2 separate regions of the Rattus norvegicus genome follow, and region 1 is linked to region 2. A link is a contact called in public Hi-C data. All regions are on one chromosome and are shown on one strand. Each heading gives the region's core, a stretch centred on a gene start, on an enhancer-like site or on the middle of the called end of the contact. The rest is flanking DNA. Distances are from core to core; before and after follow the strand shown.

Evidence for each region. Hi-C and Micro-C count contacts between places; a contact is called where the count stands out from the background.
Region 1: a Hi-C map of the A7r5 cell line shows a contact between it and region 2, with 2.0 times the contacts expected there. The contact joins the enhancer-like site here to the promoter of Heg1 in region 2. A contact is called at or near these places in 3 of 12 Hi-C or Micro-C datasets (the A7r5 cell line, frontal cortex and psoas muscle).

The regions. Positions count from the first base shown.
Region 1 is chr11:80,709,788-80,716,312 of GRCr8, reverse strand. All of the region lies in intron 4 of Slc12a8 (solute carrier family 12, member 8), which reads left to right. Among named protein-coding and RNA genes, the nearest start is that of Slc12a8, 58 kb to the left of the region's middle. Within about 2 kb of position 2,337, at least 28 of the 93 cell types and tissues checked have an H3K27ac peak or open chromatin away from gene starts, as enhancers often do. A contact at or near this core is called in the A7r5 cell line, where this site is marked.
Region 2 is chr11:80,595,848-80,602,259 of GRCr8, reverse strand. Heg1 (heart development protein with EGF-like domains 1) reads left to right here and starts at 2,168. Exons shown (of 18, transcript NM_001427854.1): 1 at 2,168-2,510. The coding sequence starts at 2,267.

The DNA.
Region 1 (6,525 bases), core at 1,088-3,587, 110 kb before region 2:
CCTCCAGACTGATTTCCAGAATGGTTGTACCAGTCTGCAATCCCACCAACAATGGAGGAGTGTTCCTCTTTCTCCACATCCTCGCCAGCATTTGCTGTCACCTGAGTTTTTGCTCTTAACCATTCTCACTGGTGTGAGGGGAAACCTCAGGGCTGTTTTGATTTGCATTTCCCTTATGACTAAAGATGTTGAATATTTCTTTAGGTGTTTCTCAGCCATTCGGCATTCCTCAGCTGTGAATTCTTTGTTTAGCTCTGAACCCCATTATTTTTGGAGCTGGGGACCGAACCCAGGGCCTTGCGCTTGCTAGGCAAGTGCTCTACCACTGAGCTAAACCCCCAAACCCCTTTGAACCCCATTTTTAGTAGGGTTATTTGTCTCCCTGCAGTCTAACTTCTTGAGTTCTTTGTATATTTTGGATATAAGCCCTCTATCAGTTGTAGGATTGGTAAAGATTTTCCCAATCTGTTGGTTGTCGTTTTGTCCTAACAACAGTGTCCTTTGCCTTACAGAAGCTTTGCAGTTTTATGAGATCCCATGTGTCGATTCTTGATCTTAGAGCATAGGCCATTGGTGTTTTGTTCAGGAAATTTTCTCCAGTGCCCATGTGTTCGAGATGCTTCCCCACTTTTTCTTCTATTAGTTTGAGTGTATCTGGTTTGATGTGGAGGTCCTTGATCCACTTGGACTTAAGCTTTGTACAGGGTGATAAGCAAGGATCGATCTGCATTCTTCTACATGCTGACCTCCAGTTGAACCAACACCATTTGTTGAAAATGCTATCTTTTTTCCATTGGATGGTTTTGGCTCCTTTGTCAAAAATCAAGTGACTATAGGTGTATGGGTTCATTTCTGGGTCTTCAATTCTATTCCACTGGTCTATCTGTCTGTCTCTGTACCAATACCATGCAGTTTGTATCACTATTGCTCTGTAATACTGCTTGAGTTCAGGGATAGTGATTCCCCCTGAAGTCCTTTTATTGTTGAGGATAATTTTAGCTTTCCTGGGTTTTTTGTTATTCCAGATGAATTTGCAAATTGTTCTGTCTAACTCTCTGAAGAATTGGATTGATATTTTGATGGGGATTGCATTGAATCTGTAGATCGCTTTTGGTAAAATGGCCATATTTACTATATTAATCCTGTTGTTTCTTAACCATTTCATGAACCTGTAAAGACTGAATATCTGAACAGGTGGATAGGGCTGCCTGAGTCAAAGGTGGGCCTTTTGCTGCATAATAACCACCCACACACATGGCGGGCCCTGGTCTTGCTTCTAGTTCACCTGGTAAGGACTTCCCTAGGGACAAGTGCTTGGGCCCCAGATACGCTCAAGTGCAGCCAGTGTTCTCTCTAAAGACACATCCCATCCCCCTTTCAGAAGGCGGGAACAGGGATATGATCTTAACTGTCTTGAAACACCTGCTCTGGAGACCAGACCAGCTTTGAACGTGTAGAGATCCCCCTGCCTCAGCCTCCCAACTGCTGACATTCCAGCATGCACCACCACACCTAACCTCTTAGTTTAATTTAATGTAGTTTAATTATTTGGGCTGTTATGAGTTTTTCTGATGACAGTGGAGGACCTAGCTCCTAGTATGGAGTCCAAGAGCTCCTGAAATTTCAAGAGGGCTTGTAAGTGGATAAGTATATTTTTCTGGGAGAGAGTCCAGGACTGCTGCCAGATTCCCAGAGGCATCCTTGGCCCTGAAGGGAGAAAGAGTAAGGATCAGGACCCAGGAATTTTTAGAGGATTAAGCAGTGGAAAGTGATAAGAAAATGCGAGGGTCTGGGTGGAGATTTTGGAACTACTGACTGATCCCACAGCAAAGCCAGACCGCCACACCCCTCGGCGGCGTTACCTTCCTCTCTCCTCGCTCCCTCCTGGCTTGCTGTGTCTTCCTTTATTTCTCCCTCTCTCTTTCTGTTCTTTGTCCTCAGTTCCTCCCAAATCCATATCTTCTTCCTTGTTAACTCCAGCCAGAGACTTGTTGGATGGACGGCCTGTGTGTTCTACCTATGGAATATCATCTTATGTGGGGGATTCTTGTTTTTAAGAGTAAGTGTGTTGGGGGCTGGGGATTTAGCTCAGTGGTAGAGTGCTTACCTAGGAAGCACAAGGCCCTGGGTTCGGTCCCCAGCTCCAAAAAAAAGAATCAAAAAAAAAAAAAAAAGAGTAAGTGTGTTGGACTTTTAATGTGTCTCTGGGTGAGGGAGAAAGGGTTTTAGGGACCCGGATGTCCTGATTTGGATTAGGTTTTCTATGGGCAGAACGGCAGCTGCGAGTGCTATAAGGATTGTGCAGTCTCACTCCCTCCTCTTGTCCTCAGTTTGGTTCTGACAAAGAATGACTGGCCCCAAACCCCGCCCTACAACTGAGATGGGTCCACTGATTGTTGTCATCTTTTTTTTTTTTTTTTTTTTTTTTTTTTGGTTCTTTTTTTCGGAGCTGGGGACCGAACCCAGGGCCTTGCGCTTCCTAGGTAAGCGCTCTACCACTGAGCTAAATCCCCAGCCCGATTGTTGTCATCTTGCTGCCCTTCGCACTGAAGGGCACAGAAAGGAACCGCAGGCTGCAGAGGCCATGGAGCCCGATGAGCGGTGCAGAGCAAGTGAGAGTCAATGTTGCCCAGTTTCTGCCAACTGGGATCCAACTCTGTGGGCAGGCGGCAGGGCTGGCCGGCCTCCCTGGCCAGAGTTCTGTGGATGAATGCCTGGTGTATGAAATCACTGGCTTGGGAGGTCCTTTAACATTACTGAGCTCTGACAAGCTGGGAGTTCCAAGGAAGTAAAGGATGGCGCCCTGAGGGTTGGGCTAGCACGTTCTGCCTGTGACCCGCCAGGTTCTGGCTCAGCCAGCCTTGTGCGCCTCTCACTATAGGGGCGGAGGTCAGTAGCCCGTGGCATTGAGAAGTATGCAGAATGCTCTGCTGTGGGAGAGCAAATCATGGTACTCTGAGGCTCAAGCACTTTGGGAGCACTGTGTGCGTGCGCGCGCGCGCGCGCGCGGAGGCATCGTGATGGTGGGTGGGTCTGCCAGGCAGGCCTCGTAGGTATCCTGCACATTTGATTGGGGAATGGGCAGTCACGGTGAGTCGCTGAGGCCGAGCGCCCATCTAAGGTTGGCTGGGGATCCAGGAGGCTGTGAGGGCCAGCCAGGTGGAGCTGGCAGAGCCATGCTTCCCCCTAGGGCTGTCATCATAAATTTGCAAGCCATAACAGTAATATGGGAGTTGAGCTGGTCCTCCCCCTGCTTTCTTTCCTGTGCCTGCACTCTGGGGTCCAGTGCTGAGATTTCTGAACTCATAATGAAGCGGTCCCAGGCCTGCTCACTGTTCCAACTCCCATGCCACTCTAGCCCAGGACCCTCGTGTGCTCCGCAGGTGTCCATGCAAGCTCCTCCTCATGGACAAGTTCTGAGAAGATACTGAGGCTGCTTCAGGCTTAGTCCAGCCGCAGCAGCAGCCCAGGCCTAGGAAGCCCCTGGAACCACCTCCCTAGGGAACACAGGGAATTTCTGGCCCTACAGGAAGTCAGCAAGAGGCTGTAGTTGCTGGCCTCGAGTGAAAGGTTGCACCACAGTTGCTCTCCTGAGCCCTGCTTTTAGAGTTAGGCTCCTCATAACAAATCCCTGCATGGCTGCAACTTGCTGCACGGATCCTGCCAACCTCTCCTCACATCTGAAGACCTTAATGCCTGCCTTGCTGGTCTGTCTGAGACCATGAAGCAGGTGCCCAGCAGAGAGTTATTGTCACTGTCATTGCTTATCCTAGATGGAGAAGCCCCTGGAAGTCACTGGTTTGCGTGCCAAGACAGTGTTTCTCAGGTCTCAGGATCTAGGGCCCGTATGAAAATGAAGATCCTTGTGTTGTAGATTGGGGGTGAGGAAGGAACGGAGCCAGGAGTAGGCTTTCAACAGCGCTCAGGCCCTGCTGCTTCCGGGACTCGGCTCTGCACCGTGAAGTAGGCACCTGGACACTTTAATCCAAGCCATTCCCCTTTTCCCCCTGTGTTCCCTTATGCCGCTGTCATTAGAGCACTTTCTACCCTGTTAACAAAGACTCCAGGTTCCACACCCAAATGATGACGTCCTAGTCTGAACTGAGGAACTGATGCAGAAGGAGGGACCCTGAGGTGTCCTCTTCTGTGAGGAGGTGTCCCGGACAGCACCTCACCCTCACAGCGAAGACACAGAAAGGAAATGAGTGCAGGCAGGTACTCCCCTGCCTGCTTTCTCTTGGCGTCTGAAGGCCATGGGTACCTAGAGCACTGAGCTCTGCCTGCCCCTATGAGGACATGAACAGCATGGAGCTTTAGAGCCAGAGTGCTTCCACTGTCACGGGGCTGCCTAGGTGGATAGCATATTACCCCAAGGCTAGCCCTGGCTTGTGGGGACCATGTTAAAAGTTGTTCCCAGATCTCAAGTCCTGGTGATCACGAGAGTCTTGGAAGTGGGAACACGTGGGCCAAGTGTGACCGCTGGGAACACCTGACCCTGAGACACCCAAACCTCTGCTTCTCAATGGCGTCCTTGCCTGCCTCTCACCTCCGCCACTGACATACCAAGGCTCCAGGTGTCAGCAAAGGGAGCCCAGGCTTTCACTTAAACTCAGGAACACACAGGGCTCTACCTGTATCTGCGTTTGACAGGTGGAACACAGTGAACCTAGCACTGATCTTTCCCTCCTGGGCTGTAGCCAGCTCTGTTTGGGGAGTAGCCATGTCTGGGAGGCTACTGCCTTGTACCTGACTTCCCACTGGCCTCAACCAAGAAGCACTTTCATTCACCATTTCTGTATGTGTAAAGCAGCCAGGGGCTGGGTCTAAATCAAGGCTGCGGGCTGTGGTCCCTGAGGGGCATATGCCAAGGAGTGGGTTCTTTTTATTGTGATAAAATATCTCTAAGGTGTGAGTTGATGTTTAAGCCATTTTTGGGTAAGCAATTCAGTGGGATCAGTTAGTCATAGCACAATGTACAGCAGTCACCACCATTGGACTCCCAGAAGGTTCCCACATCCCCAAAAAGAAACCGAGTCCCTTGGCCCTGGGGGACTGTTCTGCTGTGGCTGTCTCTGAGTTTGTTAGTCAGGCTGGATGTTTCTCACGGACAGACTCCTATGGCATTTGTCCATGCACTTGGTGTAATGTTTTTAAAGACCACCTACGTTGTAGCATGTCCAGTGTTTCATCCCTATTGTGTATGGTGTGTGTGTGTGTGTGTGTGTGTGTGTGTGTCCATCTGTCTGTCTGTCTATCCATCCAAGAGTCTGTGTGTGCAGAGAACAGTCTTAGTTGCTGTTCCTCAGGTGCTGTCCACCATGCTTTCAAGACAGAGCCTCTCACTGGCCTGGAGCTCACCAAGTAGTTAAGACAGACTGGCCGGTGAGCCCCAGGGATTTATTTGCTTGTCTCTGTGTCCCCAGTGGCAGGATTATAAGCACGTGTCAGCACACCCCACCTGAAAGCATATTTGATCAGTGGGGCTGAGGGATGACTCGGTGGTTAAAAGCACCAGCTGTTCTTGTGGGTCCGGGTTTGGTTCCCAGCAATCACAAGCATCTGTAGCTCTGGCTCCAGGAGATCAAATGCCCTCTTCTGGTCTCTGCTGGCACCAGGCATGCACGAGCTGTGCAATCATGCAAGCCAACCCCCCAGACACGTAGAATAAAACATTTACTTAATTAGCTAATTAACCAATGTGTATGTGTGTGTGCTTACATTTGTGTGGGTAGCCACATGCAGAGGCTAGAAGAGGGTGTTGTTGAGTGTCCTTCCCTCTCCCTGTCTGCCTTTATCTTTGAGGCGGAGTCTCCCCTTGAAGCTGGAACTTCTATTGTATAGGCTGGAAGCCAGCAAGCCTCTGTAACCCTCCCGTCTCCTCATCCCTCATTGCTGAAGTTTACAGGCACCTGTCTGTGGGGATACCCAACTTGTGACAGGGATGCCGGAATCTGAATTCCTGTCCTCATGATCGTGGAACAAGTTTTCCTGTCCTCTGAGTAAATTCTTTGGCCCCCTGGCTGTTAAAAATCTGGATTCTGGAGTGTTGACCTCAGGTCCTCATGCTTGCAAGGCAAGTAGGTTACCAACTATGCTTTCTTTACAGCCACCGCTTCATTCCTTTTTATGGCTGAATGATATTCCACTCCCCAAATACACTACACTTTGCTTATGGTTTCTCCTGTTGTGGACACTTGGCTTGATCCCAAATGTTATTTTTTTTAATTTTATAATTATATTTATGTACAGAAAACCTAAGTGTACATTTAACCCAGTTTAGTGGCGAGTTCTTTAGCCTTTACCTTTTCCAGATTGTCAATGCAAGCCGCAGACTTGGGACCCAGGACGTTGCCTCCCCAGTGCTGGTGGATCTCGTCATATCTGTCATTATAATTGGTCCTAATAGCTTCCACCAGCTTAGCCAGAGCACCCTTGCCTTACGAGTTAACCTGTGTGAAGGCAACAGTCATGCATGTTTTCCTGTGAACCAGGCACCCAGCCTGGCCTTTCCCATGATGATCCAGT
Region 2 (6,412 bases), core at 919-3,418:
GTTTGCAAGTTTCTGTCCTGAGTGTAGCCTCCTTGCTGATCACTCATACTTTGTCCTTGGAGATGGAAAAGTATTAGGACCATCTTTGCAACTTTGTATCCACCGGTTAAGCTGGCTGTTTCTCTGAAAGTTCCGTTGACTTAGAAGGTAGAAAGACAGATCCGTAATGCTTAAAGGGAGGGGCAGGTGGCAGGTGCAGTGCCCTTGGGCGTTGGTGGCAAAGGCAAGATTCCCAAGTGAGTTTTCTGAACGCACAGGAGAAGCCCGGTCAGGCCTTTAAACCCTTACACCTTCTTGTTTGCCTATAAGTTTGCCCTGCTCTCTAACTAGTCCTCCTTTCTATTGAAGGGAGGAAGCTGTAATGACCAGAGCCTCCGAGCGCAGTGGATTGGCCTGCTGGAGCTTGACCAGCCGAGTCTGGTCTGCTGTGTAGTCCTGCCAATAAAACGAAGGCAGCCCCTAGTAACAGGTAGCTGTTGTGAATACCAAAGCCCCCACACTAGCTGTGGTGGTCTGCATATGCTTAACCCAGGGAGTGTGGCACTATCAGGAGGTGTGGCCTTGTTGGAGGAAGTGTGTCATTGTGGGGGTGGGCAATGAGACCCTCCTCCTGACCATGTGGGATCCAGTCTTCTAGTGGCCCTCAGATGATGATGTAGAACTCTCAGCTCCTCCTGGGAGCTGGCAGTGGTGTCAGGAGGCGTTGAGCTGGGGCCATAATTGGAGTTGTTATTGTTATTGTTATTGTTGTTGTTGTTATTGTTATTGTTGTTGTTGTTGTTGTTGTTGTTGTTGTTGTTTTAGAGAGAAGGAAAGAGAGAAAGAGGACTGAACATTGCATGTGAGACCTGAAAAGTTAGGTTTCCTTTGAGGTTCTATAAACCCTAACTCAAGCCCATCCTCTCCTCTTTGCTCATTTGTGTAAGGTAAGCTTGTTTATGCGGAGCAGCCTTTGTTTCCTGCCAAGTGACTCACTTGTACTGAGTCACCAGAAAATGGGTCTAGGCCCATCTGCCCCTACCCTGGACATTATGATCTGATCACTCCCCTGGAGGTGGGTCATGGAGGCTCGGAGACAGAGAGAGGCAGAGACACGGGGAAAGAGACAAGCCTGTTTCCTGAACATTTGGTAAACAGACAAAAGACCCTAGCACATCTGAGAGCATCCCAAGGGATCTGTGGTTTTCATTTTGGATGAGACTTTGAATTATTGACAACTCTAAACTATGAGGTAAGAACGAAGCCACATGTTCATTCGATGAGAAATCCTTTAATTGTTGGTTCTCCTAGCAACTCTTAAGCAAGTTATTTCCCCCATTTTGAGCTGCTCTCTCTTACAAATAAAAGAGACTTGGGTCCTAAAATCTGGACATTGTGTCATTGTCTCCTGGAGGGAGGGAATAGGAACGCACACAGAATTTTACTTACCAAGCAAATTTACTGACACTCTGTCTTGGAACATCTCCCTAAAGGTTTCATTTCAACTTCAGTATGGGCCGAATTTTTAAATGTTTAATTTGCAAATTGCTGCCCTTTTCCTGGCTATGGGTTTTCCCTTGCCCCAGCCCGGGTTCAGTTTTCTCTTCCCTGTGGCCTCTTTGGGTGTCTCAGCAGCGACATCTCTGAAGAACTATGGTGGTGTAAGCCAAAGACAGCGTGGGAAGGAAATCAGACTTATGAGCCTTAAAGAAGATGAGGGTTCCCGCCCTGGCGGAAGGAAGCTTCTCACCAGCGCTGGGGACCCAAAAGGGCTGCGGTGGATTGGGGTCTCTTTAAATCCACGCTACGGAACCGGGTATTTTTGAAAGCACTCTGTACACTCACTCACTCACCTGATAACAATTATATTGTCAGGATTTACTTTTCACAGACCTACTGTCTGGCTAAGGAACCCCCGCCCCCTTCCATCTCTCCAAAAGCCAAAGCGATGCTCCACGGTATGGGCCCTGTGACAGAAGTTACAGGAGGCTCCATGAGTTCACCCGGGGGTTCCGTGAGCTCACTCGGGAGACCCAGACCGCCCCCGCCCTCTTCCTGCCCTCTCCCCGCCCCCGGGCCCCCGCGCGGGGCGGGTGATGTCAACCGAGGAGGAGCCGCCCGCCCCGCGACCCGCCCGGGCTGATTGGCGTGTGGCAGCAACGGGGCCGCCTCCGCCCTCCCGCGGCTCGCACAACTTTTGCGGCTGAGAGCGCGCTCGCATCCCGCTCCGCTCGCCGCCGCCCTCCGCCCGGCACCCGGCATGTGAGCGCGGGCGGCCGCCGCCACCATGGCCACGCCGCGCGCCCCGCGGTGGCCGCCGCCACCGCTGCTGCTGCTGCTGCTGCTACCGCTGCTGCTGCTGCGGCCCGCCGCCTCCGGGGCGCAGAGCCCGCTTCCCTCCCCGGCCCACCGTACACTCCTCCGGGCCGCGGGGCCGCTTTCGCCGCCTGGCGCTGGACACACGGTCCCCGGGCCCGGCGTCGCGACCCGGCGGGGACGTTCCGGACGTGTCCCCAGAGGCGTGAGCGCGGGTGAGTGAGAACCTCCAGCGTGGGGCAGGGGGCGTGGGCTCTAGGGGGCTGTTCCACCAGGGCCGCGCGGTTCCATGGACCCTCGTGGGTAGAACCCTGGGGGTGGCCCAGGACAGAGAAATACTGTCCCTGGCCACTGGAATATAAAGTCTACACATGCGTTCCCTTCCCGAGCTTTGGAAGAAAACTCTCTCCTGGGGTAGCCCATACCCTTTTCCCTTTTACAAAAAGAAGACCCCAAAGAGCCTCTCCTACCTCGTGGGGAGTGGAAACTTCTGGCTGCTGTCCCTCGGTTTCAGTCCCCCCTTCCCGTCCTCGTCCTCACGAGGAAGAACTGCTCTCTTCTGGTCTAGAGCCTGACTTTCCAGTGTAAGTAAATAACGGATTTTGGAGTTTGATAGGCTTCTAGTACTTAGGACATCTTAAAGGACAAAGAGTGCTCGTTTAAAACAAAACGAGCTACCTAGCCAACCATAGGATCGGGGTACTTGGGGTGGGGGTGGGGGGCTGTAAGGTCAAAATCCTGCAAGACGCCGGCTGGCTCTGGACTGTCCTGGAGTCCTTTTCTCCTCAGCCAGCTGCTGTGCAGGCAGGCACTGCCTGTCCTGGTCACAGAATGGGGACTCAACTCCTGTGCCCAACGCCTTTGTCTCTAGTTCCTTTTTCTGGTGGAAGAAAATGCCACGGCCTGGGTGGGATTCTAATCTAACGCCCATACGACCTCGGCTGTGTATGTCTTTGGCTCTCGGTTTCCTCATCTGTGGAATAGAAGGGCCCCATTCAGCCTCCCAAGTGACAAGAGGTGACAAAATGAAAGTAAAAATAATAGGTACTGTGAACCAATCCAGACTAGGTGATGTTAGCCAGTTGTCCTCCTGTGAGAGGCAAAGGGCACACAACGGCCTCAGTTGTTGCCACATTGCTGGGTTTGCCAAGATTTTGTCCAGTGTCCACCTCCCTCCCCCCCCCCCCTTTTCTCATCTTGTCTGTCTGCCTGTCTGTCTTGCACACTTCACAAACTTTCTCCCAACTTTCTCATCCTTAGAACGGAGAGGTACTGCTTCCTAGAATTGAACAAGAGAAACTTTTCTACCCTCATAAAGCCTTGATTGACCGGTAATCTCCCCTTCTGCAGACTGCCTTGACCTTGTGAACTTCTGAGTCACTGGTCCAGGTCAGGAAGGGTAACTGAGGAAAGGTGAGGGAAGGGAAAGGAAAGCAGCTCTGAAGATCCTTACAGACACACACCGTGCAGCCCTAGCGTCCATAATCTTGTTACCGTAGGAAAGTAACTGAGAGACACGGTAGGACATTTGTGGAGTGTCGTAGATACAGTGGTGTGTAAGGGACTGTAACTCGGACAGCCACCCAGGAATCCAAGGCAGGTGTCAGTAGCTGGTCCTCCGGCTGCGGGATCCATCTTGTGAGGGGCTGTGAAGGGGGCGGGTTGCTGAGGCTGGCACAGGGCTCTCCTTCCTAGAGCAGGGACTCTCCCAGGCTCACACAGGGGTGAGTGTAGTGTGGGGCTATAGTAGCACCTGAGTTAGGGGGAAATAAGGTAAGAATGGGGCCTTATGAGAGCCAGACCTTCAGGCTTTTTCACGGCCGTGGTGCTGGAACCTTCTCTGTTCCATTCGTTTAGGGGAGAGCAGGATAGGGGCTTCGGGCAGAGGAAGAACTCAGGAAGGAACTGGAATAATCCAGACTTTTAAGAAGGTTTCCTGATCTCTAGTGCTCTAAGACCCAGTCTGGGGCAGGGATGTTTGAAAGGTGACGTTAGAAATGGTGCACTCTATGACCTGTTGAAACCTGCTAGAAGTGACCGGTGTGGCTGAAGATCCAGGCACTGCCTCTCTGGTTTCTGTTAATGCCTCAAACAATATCACTTAGAAAAAGGAAACAGCAAACAGAGGCAATACAACAGCAGTCAGCAATGTCAGGGAGCCAGAGTTTTATAGCAACCTCTTAACGTTTTTTTCCTGGCCCACTCTGATTGGCCATCACACACTGTTAGGGCCTCACCTCTGTAGAAGACCTTTGTGACCCTTTGCAGATACTCAGCCTCCCTGGTACCCCAGGCAGATGGTCACCCATGCTCTGCATCCACAGTTTTGTGTTAGGGAGGTGAGTCTTCCTGATGGTAATGAACCTTGAGCCACACAAATAATGCCCTTAAGCTAATGGTTGGGAAAACTATCCTGAGCCGTACCTTACTGGGGTGCTGGTAGCCAGTGCCTGGTGATCACAGTCCGGGCTTCCAATTTTTCCCCTGTGAGTAGCGGAGACTCAATTCTTCCCAGAGGATCCTTCTAGCTCTCCTCTCTTCCCATAGAGTTCAAGGTTCTCACTGCTGGCTGTCTGTGTTTGCATTCCATTTGTGGACTGTTTGTCTATGTTACACTGTCCTCCAAGGAGAGCTGCCCCCTGTTTGTATAGCCATTGTTTGGCTTCCGTGGCCCACCTGTCACCCTGTTCTGCTGTGGTTGCCGCTTCAACCATCAATGAAAAGAAGCCTAGAGCGAGAGATTTCCCCCTCTCTGTTGGCTTTCCTACAACGCAGGGTCCCCCAGAACCATAGCTCCAAGCTGAGAACGAAGTTTAATTTTTCAGTCCATGCTTTCAATGTGAGAGCTGCAGAGAGGAGAAGGGGGCAGGAAAGAGGCTGGACTCAGAATGAGAATCCTGGCAGAAGGCAAGAACTTCCCCACCCGAAGGGGAAATGGTGCTGCCTAGTTAAATGAAGCAGCCAGTCCAAGGAATAATAATCTTAGAAAAATGTGGTTCCCTAAAGGAAGAGCGCCGTGAGCCCAGCCCCTTCTGAGCTGTTTTCTAAATTGCCTCAACTTTGCTGCTCAACTCATCATTTAGCTTGGCCGCCATGTTACCACTGCAAGGTGCTCTGAAGGCTGGCTGGGGAGAAGGTGACCCTAACTGGCTGAGGCTGAGAGGTAGTTCTTGGCATCTAGAAGCCCGCTTCTCTGACAGAGGTTGTCACAAGTAGAGAGAGGGACTTGGTGTATGGCGTGCTGAAAAGCCAAATCCTTTTAACCTTGCCTCTCTCCTGGTGCATGCAGATGCTGAGCTCATGTTTTCTGCTCACCATCTGACTTGTGTGGACAAGGGGAGACTTTACTGTGCCCATGCCAGCTGGGCAGCTGCTGCCTCCTAGACCCAGGAGCCAGGGCAGGAGCCTCTGCCCTCCAGTGATCTCTCTGTTTCTACCAGCGCTGGTGGCCAGCTGTCCGAGAGCATCCTTATTCAGGGTGGGGAAGAAGGAAGCAGCAGATGGCAGTTGCTGTGTTCTTAGCTACTCTGTATCTTCTTCAGCATCTTCCCTCCGCCCCAGCATCTTCCCTGTATGGGCAGGACACTTGAACTGTAACTGATACCTTTCTCTGAAGAATCCTGAGGAGACAAAAGGGAAGGCAACTAACTAAAGGACAACCCTCTTAGAACTCCTAGCCTTTGAGCACCTATGTGTGGTCAGTGCATGTATTTTTTTTTTTTTGGTTCTTTTTTTCGGAGCTGGGGACCGAACCCAGGGCCTTGTGCTTCCTAGGCAAGCGCTCTACCACTGAGCTAAATCCCCAACCCCGCATGTATTTTTTTTAACCCCTTTTCACCCCCAAAGTCCTGCCAGGGGTATCGCTTCCAGTTTAATCTCCCTTTATGGGAGATGAAGCCTAGCAAGGTTAGTCACAGGGAAAGGAAGGAAACTGGATATGAGCCGATTTCAATCAAATTCATGAGCCCACCCCACCACGTGACAAGGTCTCTGTCTCTCATCTGTAGGACAGGAAAGCCGTGTTATAGATCCTTAGGGCCCTCCCCAGCTCACCATCCTTGCCTGGAGTTGGAGACCATGGTTAGAACTAGGTGGCAATCAAGATGCTGACAGGAGA